Regions from separate parts of the Hordeum vulgare genome. Here regions 2 and 3 are each linked to region 1. The links are chromatin contacts, called in public Hi-C maps. All regions are on one chromosome and are shown on one strand. Each heading gives the region's core, a stretch centred on a gene start, on an enhancer-like site or on the middle of the called end of the contact. The rest is flanking DNA. Distances are from core to core; before and after follow the strand shown. Region 1 holds the start of LOC123444612 (ethylene-responsive transcription factor 4). Region 2 has its middle 140 kb from the start of LOC123444612. Region 3 holds the start of LOC123440370 (ethylene-responsive transcription factor 3-like).

Evidence for each region. A called contact is a pair of places that touch in the nucleus more often than the background predicts.
Region 2: a Hi-C map of leaf shows a contact between it and region 1, with 4 times the contacts expected there. The contact joins the enhancer-like site here to the promoter of LOC123444612 in region 1. A contact is called at or near these places in 4 of 6 Hi-C or Micro-C datasets (leaf and seedling) and 1 of 1 datasets of contacts at active chromatin or transcription factors (embryo).
Region 3: a Hi-C map of seedling shows a contact between it and region 1, with 3 times the contacts expected there. The contact joins the promoter of LOC123440370 here to the promoter of LOC123444612 in region 1. A contact is called at or near these places in 3 of 6 Hi-C or Micro-C datasets (leaf and seedling) and 1 of 1 datasets of contacts at active chromatin or transcription factors (embryo).

What each region holds. Positions count from the first base shown.
Region 1 is chr3H:516,421,966-516,424,703 of MorexV3_pseudomolecules_assembly, forward strand. It overlaps LOC123444612 (ethylene-responsive transcription factor 4), which reads left to right and starts at 1,425. Exons shown (of 1, transcript XM_045121393.1): 1 at 1,425-2,531. The coding sequence starts at 1,527. The coding sequence ends at 2,252.
Region 2 is chr3H:516,286,061-516,289,214 of MorexV3_pseudomolecules_assembly, forward strand. No RefSeq gene overlaps it. Among protein-coding and RNA genes, the nearest start is that of LOC123444612, 140 kb to the right of the region's middle. Within about 2 kb of position 1,706, at least 3 of the 3 cell types and tissues checked have open chromatin away from gene starts, as enhancers often do. A contact at or near this core is called in leaf and seedling, where this site is marked.
Region 3 is chr3H:516,660,909-516,663,735 of MorexV3_pseudomolecules_assembly, forward strand. LOC123440370 (ethylene-responsive transcription factor 3-like) reads left to right here and starts at 1,523. Exons shown (of 1, transcript XM_045116939.1): 1 at 1,523-2,389. The coding sequence starts at 1,699. The coding sequence ends at 2,226.

The sequences.
Region 1 (2,738 bases), core at 175-2,674:
TTGCCATTGCATTGGTTGCATCGGTTTAAGTTCTCCACGGTGATACGTGGAAGTGAAGTTTGAGAAGCTTATTACCTTTGGTACTTAGTACCCTAGATATTGTTCTTCGTGGATGCTTTGACGTCCTAGAAGCTTGGTGGTGTCTCGGAGCTCAATCATTGTGGTGTGAAGCTCCGGAAAAGCGCCGGGGTCTCCAATTAGGTTGTGGAGATTACCCCGAGCAATTTGTACGGGTACCGGTAACCGCCCCCAAGGGTTGCCACGTGTACGGGTTCGGTGACCGCCCTCAAGGTTTGCCATTTGTACGGGTTCGGTGACTGCCCACAAGGGTTCCTTAGTGGAATCACGGCATCTTGCACTGTGCGAGGACGTGAGGAGATTACGGTGGCCTTAGTGGCATCTTGGAGAGCATCGTGCCTCCACACCGCTCCAACGAAGATTAGCATCCGCAAGGGTGTGAACTTCGGGATACATCATCGTCTCCGCGTACCTCGGTTATCTCTTACCCGAACCCTTTACTTATGCACTTTACTTTGTGATAGCCATATTGTCTCTTGTCATATATTTTGCTATCACTTAGTTGTTTATCTTGCATAACTTGTTGGTGCACATAGGTGAACCTAGTTGTTTGAGGTTTGTGCTTGACATATTAAACGTTAGTTTTATTTCGTATTTGTTCAAGTCTAAACCTTAATTATTTTAAAGCGTCTATTCACCCCCCTCTAAACGACATCCACGTCCTTTCATAAACAACACGCCGCCAAAAAACCCTTTCTTGAGGTTTGAGACTTTTTTGATACTTTTTTAATAGTGCCCCTACTTTTAGCATGTCATTTAATAACTTCTAATACTAGGGGTAACATGATCTTTTTGCATGTCATTTAATGACCTCTATTTTCTGTTTAATCCCTGAAAAAAAACTTATAGGGACTAGGGATTTTAAAGAAACATGGGCTAAATATTACTTCGTGTGACGCTAGAATGGGATTGAGCGACAAACTTGGGGGTATGGCGACGCAAAATACAAATATCATCATCAGGGCTTGTTCGGTTAATCCCCATCACAAGTGGATTGAAGGGGATTGGAGGGGTTTGAGATGAATTTTGACTTGCTGGGGATTTAATCCCTTCAAATCCCTCGAAGAAGGCCTCAAGCGGAACCGTTCCCTGGCATACGGCATATATTGTGCAAAATTGATGTCTGGCGGTGGGCTAAACAGAAAAAGGCGCCGCTGGCCTAATTTAATGCCGCCATGCTAAAGACGAGTGGGGGGCGGCGGCGAGGACAGTCAAACCGCATGCTGACTGCGCCGCGTTTTATTCCCTCTCGCCGCTCCCTCCACCGCTCACCGCTCGCTCCCCTTTTCCCCTACTCACTTCCCTTTTTTAACCCCCCGTCCATCTATAAATGCACGCCCCCCTCCTCGCCTTATCCTGGGCGCTACACACCCAACCCACCCCACCTCACCAAAACGCCCGCATAACCAAAAAGATACGCGCACGCCACTTGTACACCTGCTGCACCCATGGCGCCTAGAGCGGCGGAGAAGGCGCCTGTCTCCCCGCCCACCGGGCTCGGCCTTGGCGTTGGCGGCGGCGTCGGGGTCGTAGCCGGCGGCGCCCACTACCGTGGCGTTCGGAAGCGCCCCTGGGGACGTTTCGCCGCAGAGATCCGCGACCCGGCCAAGAAGAGCAGGGTGTGGCTCGGCACGTACGACACGGCGGAGGAGGCCGCGCGCGCCTACGACACCGCCGCGCGCGAGTTCCGCGGCGCCAAGGCCAAAACGAACTTCCCGTTCCCTTCGTCGTCGTCGCCGTCTCCTCTCGCCGCCGGCGGCGGCAGCCCGAGCAGCAACAGCACCTTGGACTCGAGCGGTGGTGGGAGCGGCGGCTGCGCCCAGGCGCCTATGCAGGCCATCCCGCTGCCGCCCGCCCTCGACCTGGACCTCTTCCACCGCGCGGCGGCCGTGACCGCCGGCGGCATGCGCTTTCCATTCAACGGTTACCCGGTGGCGCCGCGCCAGCCCCTGCACCCGTACTTCTTCTACGAACAGGCCGCGGCCGCCGCGGCGGCTTCGTCAGGTTACCGCACGCTGAAGATGGCGCAGCCGGTCACCGTGGCGGCCGTTGCCCAGAGCGACTCCGACTCCTCGTCGGTCGTTGATCTGTCCCCGTCGCCCCCAGCGGTGACAGCGCATAAGGCGGTCGCGTTTGATCTGGATCTGAACCGGCCGCCGCCTTCGGAGGACTAGACAAAGGACAAATTTTAGATGATGACTGTAGCTTGTCATTTTTCCTGCAGGGAACGTTTTTTTCCCTCCTTCCTTCCTCGTTTTGGTCCTCTTGTATTTTTGTTTAGTTGTCTGAGACAGACCGAGGAGCCCTGTAAATAGTTTTTCCGCCGAGAACGTAGCAGAACCGATCTGAGATCTGTTCGTCTAAACGGATCAAACCGGCGTGGAGGTGAACCGAGACTTGAGTATATGTGTATCTCGTAAGATGAGTGTAGTATGATGATGAGTTTTTCAGGACAGGAGTAGTACTTCTTTTCTTTTTGTTCAGAAAGGCAAGATGAATGGTTGGGAAACGTCATCAGTTTTGCTGCCATCTCTGCGACACGACAGTTAATGGTTTGGTGAATTGCACGTCTCACTCTGCATGGTTGCTTCTGGACTCGACTGCCTTGAGGTTGCGCAGGAGTAATTGAGCTGGAAGGAGTAGCAGTATTAACGTAATTT
Region 2 (3,154 bases), core at 456-2,955, 140 kb before region 1:
TCCCCAATCTTTTCAGACAACCTTTGGCACATAATTCTCAATCTACTAAAGTACTTGCCATCCTGAGATACACTCAACAAATAGGATTAGTTTCCTATGTATGTGTTGTCATTAACACCAAAAGACGATTAGGGGCATAGCATGCACTTTCAGCTGGGCCCAGATTCGACCCGCCCCGGGCCCGATCCGGGCCGAGCAGCCATCGTCCGCGCCCCACGCAAGACCTGGGAGAGGATCTACCGAGTCTAACCGTAGCCGGAGCTCCCACGCCGCCCGACCCCGTCCACCTCGCATTGTCGACCAACTCCGGTCGAAGCCTCGCGGGCGACCCAGGCCATCGGCGTCGCTCGCCCCTTCTTCTTCCCTTTTATCTCTCTCCTGCCTCACCATCTTTTTTCTACCAGACACCACCATGGACGCCCGAGCTCCCAGCCGCATCTCTAGCACGTCGACGCTCAGATCCACGCTCCCTCGCCCAGATCCTGTTGTCATGGACCCATTCCCGCCGGATCCGCCCCAGGCGTCGTTGCTTCGCCGGAGTCCATCGCCGTTGTCTCCCTACCTCGGGCAGGAGGAAAGGGACGAGCTCCCGTTGGCCCCTCGCTCGCTGCCCCATCCGCTCGTGTGGGCCGTGCAACCCAAGCCGCAACGCCAGGCTGCCTCTCACAACATCAAGGCCCAACGTTTCAATTTTTTTGTGTGAAGTCAATACGTTTTATTATGGTTATCTATAAGTGGACTGCGAATTTACTGCTATCATATTAGTAGCCCAATGGCTAGAGCTTAAACCTTTTACCACATAGTCTAGTGTTCGATCCTAGATAAGCGCATCTTTGTTGTTTATCTTTTTTATTAATAAAACACAGAATTGTGGGGACCCTTTTAAGGGCTATTGTCCCACGCATTTAAGAACGGAAGGAGTAATTAAAATGGAAATATACACTGCACTCGTAAACATAATAAAAAGTGTTGATAATCTATTGAGGTATTTAACGTGCTTCATCAATCGAACTAGTCATTTTTCCTCTTCAAAGAGCATATAGGAAAACTACAGGAGTGTGAAGAATTTTCATTCACAATTGCAGCACATGTGCATGTGACAAATTGAGACGAGAAATGAGAAAAATAGGTGTAGACATGATACATGTAACAATTTCTTTTGTTGCAACGTACGAGCATTTATTCTAGTAATGATAAAACAACTAAACAAGGATGTCTTACATTCCAAATTTTAAAATACAACATCGGACAACAAGGTTTTTTAACCTACAAGATAAAGATAGAATTAAGCTTACTAGCAGAACATAATTTTCACGGTTTTAACGATGATACTTATTTTCAAACAGACGGGATAGTATGTATAACGGTATAAATTAAGATGCATTTGATTTTTCTTTCCTCGTTAAATAAAGTGAATAAAGTGTCATACGTACGAAAACGATACAAACTTTCGTACTTATTATGATGATGATGATGAAAACCGATAGTAGTACAAACTTAACATGCGCACAACATGTCACTCCTACGCAGCCGAGTAAAACGCTGTCTCAACTGCTCCGCCGTCTACGTCAAACTCGGAGCGATATACGACGAGACCGGCAGGCACGCCGGACCGCGTTCACGCTCACCGCTTACTACGCGGCAGCAGGCAGGTGGGGAGACCAAGTGGGGAGCGGGGCGCACGACTTGGACCCGGTAGCGCGACGTCCCGTCGACTTTGTCCCGCTCCGCACCGCCCGCCGTCTACCACAGTCCACAGCACGCCACCACCATCCCAATCCCAAAAGCAAGAAAAGAAAAGAAAAAAAGGCAAGCAAGCAGACAGGCGGATACGGGTACGTGCCGGCGTCGCCGGGCAATCCCCGTCCACGCCTCCACCTGGCGCGGCGCCGTTCGCGTGCGAGGGGACCGCGCACCACCCGACGACTGATTTGGAGAGGCGGCACGTAGAAGACGCGCCCGGTCCCCGTCGCCCCTCCTTTTCTTTTCGGCGGGTCGCCGTCGCCGGCCTCTTTTTTTCTCCCCCCCTGCCGTGCCGCCGCTCCAGCGGCGCCCTCTTTTTCCACGGCGTCGACGCGTCGGCCGGCTGCTGAGCGGCGGGCCTGCCCCAGGTGCGATAATTTATGGGCGCGGCGCTGTGTATGAAGGTGCTGCGTGACGATTTAATTAGCGTCACGTCCGGACGGACCCTAGTGCGTCGAGGCTGTCCTCGAGGGGAGGCGCGGGGCCACCGCCGGTCCAGCTCCACCTCTGCGCCATGAATTCCTTCTTCAATAATTGCGTCTCCAAAGTGGGGTGCATCCTGGCTGCACTGCTCGCAACAATTTGCTCCACGGACGCGGCCTCGTGTACCATGCCGTGCGCTCGTGCGGCAACGTAGTAGGCTGCAAGTTTCTTTTTTTTTATCGAGGCTGCAAGTGGACTGGCCAATTCTTTTTGGACTCGCGAATTGGATGACTCACGGCCTGTTTGGTTCATGACTAGCTTTGCCATAACTAACCTTAGGCAAAGTATGGCTGCTATAAAAAATGTGGCTAATAAAATGGACACCATAAGTGTGGCAAGATTTGTCAAAAATTGAGTGTATGACATGTGGACCATATAACTAGAAAATTGTGGCAAGCCACAAGTGTGATAATGAACCAAACACATGCCTAAGGTATTGTGGCATGACTAAGGTTAGACGTGGCAACGTTAGGCTGGGAACCAAACAGTCCCTGAATCTTCTGATAGAGACGAATTGAATGCTGTGTCATCTCATCAACAACCAGTTTCGACTTGTTCCTGTTTTTAAACACTTCTTAATACTCATCAGTTCCCGAATACACTTCTTTTTTAACACCTCTAACTTTTTTTGACTATAGAGATCTATATCAACATGTTTTAGTGTGTTTGTTTACTACTCCCTCCGTTCTTAAATATAAGTCTTTTAAGCGATTTCACTAAGAGTCTACATACGAAGCAAAATGATTGAATCTATACTCTAAAATATATCTATATACATCCGTATGTAGTTCAGTAGTGACATCTTTACAAAGACTTATATTTAGGAACGGAGGGATTATATGTTAGTCCGCAATGTGATCCATATTAAAATATTCAAACCATTTTATTATATTTATTTATGAAGGAAAGGAGTATGTCCAATATTAAA
Region 3 (2,827 bases), core at 273-2,772, 240 kb after region 1:
GAAACGAACCGATAGTAAAGGGGAGCTCCTCCAACGGGCGAAAGAAACGAACCGATAGTAAAGGGGAGCTCCTCCAGCGGGCGAAAGAAACGAACCGATAGTAAAGGGGTGTTTATTTCCATAGACTTTTTGGTGTAGGGACTAAAAAAAGTCCCTTTTAGTTCCGTGTGAAACAAACAGGAGGGACTTTTAGGGACTAAAATGGGGTATTTGGGACTAAAGGAAGAAGTCCGTGTGGGAGGGTCTTTTTGCGACTTTTTTGACACTTTTTTTCCAATAGAGCTCCTACTTTTAGCATGTCATTTAATAACTTCTAGTACATTATTAGGGGTAACATGGTCTTTTTGCATGTCATTTAATGATCTATAGTCCCTGTTTAGTCGATGAAAACGAACGGATAGGACTTGAAAGTTTTTAATTAAGATAAAAAGAAGTCCTAAAACTTCTCAAACAAACAGTTGCTGAAAGCAAAGGGAAAGCCGCGAGTAGGCCCACACCGCCGCACGCACCGAACGCCGTACTCCTCCCACCACCCGCTCCGCTCCGCTCCGCTCCGCTCCGCCTTCCATCGGCCGGCCCAGGGCCCCGCCGCCATCACTAACGGCGACGCGCCACACGCGTCCCATTCCAGCCCGCCCGTGCTGTCCCCCGCCCCACGACACGCCTCCTCGCACGTGAACTGCGCGCAAGCAATTGCCCGTCGACACGTCCCCGATGCCACCCACCGTGTATCCACGCTCATTTTCTTTTTTCGCGAGGGTGTCCATGCTCATTTGACTGACTGGTCCATGGGGACAGCGATCCCATGCCCCCACCGGTCATCGTAAGCTGGTTCTAGCATGCCACTTGCGCCTCTTTTATTCCTCGCGGCGAATAAGCGACAAGGCAGTCCCGGGCGGGAAGCAGGGCAGGAGGATGGCGCAGGCATGCAATGCAAGATTCACTGGCAGGCAGGCCCCCACGATCGTGACCCCACCATACATGGCGCGCTGCACCGTCCGGCGCCGCATGCACCAGAGCAATTCCAACCAGTGACCCATTTCGTCTTTTGAATCACCACGGATAAAAAAAATGGTTCAATACAAATGATCGAAATAAAAAAAAAGGACAAACATGTCCGCTAGATCGATTTAAATGGACAAGAAATGCAGTGTCTATTTGGACCTGTGCGTTGAAGTTGCTTTGAGGCGAGGTGGAATCGTCCGCTGGTCTAGGACTTAGTGAAAAGCGAGCAGCGGCGCGGCCGTATTAGGTAGGGATGTCGTCACGCGGGCAGGCGGAGAGAGAGTTCACATGAGTGAGAAATGGAGGCGGTGGGTTGGGTGCACAGTACACACTGCGTAGCGCCAGGAACGGTACCGCGCAGCGACCAGCAGCAGCAAGAAAAATAAAAGCGGTCCCGGCGATACGTCAAGTCGCGCGGCGGCTGTGGCGTGCTCCCCCAAGCCACCCCACCCCACCCAACCCGTCCCCCAAACCCCAACCCAAGATACGGCTACCGCCCCACCCATTCTCTACTACGACTACGAGGTGCGGCGCCGGTCTATAATACCAGTACACCGTCGCTCCCCCAAAGAACCCCATCCCACGTAGCGCTCCACATGCGTTGCGTTAGATAGACGGACGAGACCTGTCCAAGAGAGCAAGCCAGACATCGCCGGCCGCGCCGTGTAGGCTCACTGTGCACCTCCCCGTCCGATGGATCCGGTGCTGCGGGGTGCGGCGAGCCCCGGTGGCGGCCAAGGTGGCGCGGGAGGAGGAGGAGGAGGAGGCGAGGCGCACTACAGGGGCGTGAGGAAGCGGCCGTGGGGGCGGTACGCTGCGGAGATCCGCGACCCGTGGAAGAAGACGCGCGTGTGGCTGGGCACCTTCGACACCCCCGTGGAGGCCGCCTTCGCCTACGACCGCGCCGCGCGAACCCTCCGCGGCGCCAAGGCCAAGACCAACTTCCCCGACCACGCCCACCGTCACCACCACCACCGCCCGCCCCTGCAGCAGCAACCCGTTCCGTTCGGCGGCATCGACCTCAACCTCAACTTCCCTTCGCCGTGGCACTTCGTCTACTTCTCGCCTCCGGCGGCCGCGCCAGCGCCTCGTCTTCCGCAAGAAGCGTCTCCGGCGGCCTCCGTCCCGCCGTCGACGGCGCTCGAGCTCGGCATGGCGCCCAGGCCTGCCGGCCTCCCGTTCGACCTCAACGAGCCGCCATCGCTGCTCTTCGGGTCGTGATACGATCGCATGGCTCATGGCTGCGATCGACGGTAGTGGGCTTCTGTGACGGTGTGTGTGAGAGAGAGACGTGCTGACGGCCGCAAGGGGAGCCGACGGCACTGGTTCGGCTAGCTGCCTGTATATACCTATTTGTGGAAAGCTTGGCCTTTCTTCTTGGTCATTTCCCGTCCGTTTCGCTCATGCGTTTCTGCTTTCGGGTGTGCTGTCGGTAATGGTGGGCTTAGGTGGGTTCAGGGCTGGATATCTACTTTTAACGGATGTGTTTTGCGCGGTGAACCCTGTCTTTTGGTCCAAGGCCGGTAGCCCCGCGAGCCGACTAGACTAGTCGCCGAGAGTGCGGCCGTGCACGCGGCAGCAGGCGGCGCTGTACTTCTTGGTCAGGCGTTCACCAGTACCGTCTTTTGCGGATACTGTGCTGAGCATGTGCTAATCCATAGTAGTGCTACTGCCATTAACTTGTTTGCTTGTTGCACATGGTGAGAAGGCTGAAAGACAGTCGCGCAGCGGCCATACTATGGTCTATAGAGACGCGGTGAATCGGTGGAGACGTAGACCGGCCTGATGAAATCTCTAACTTATTAGGGTACATGCCAATCAA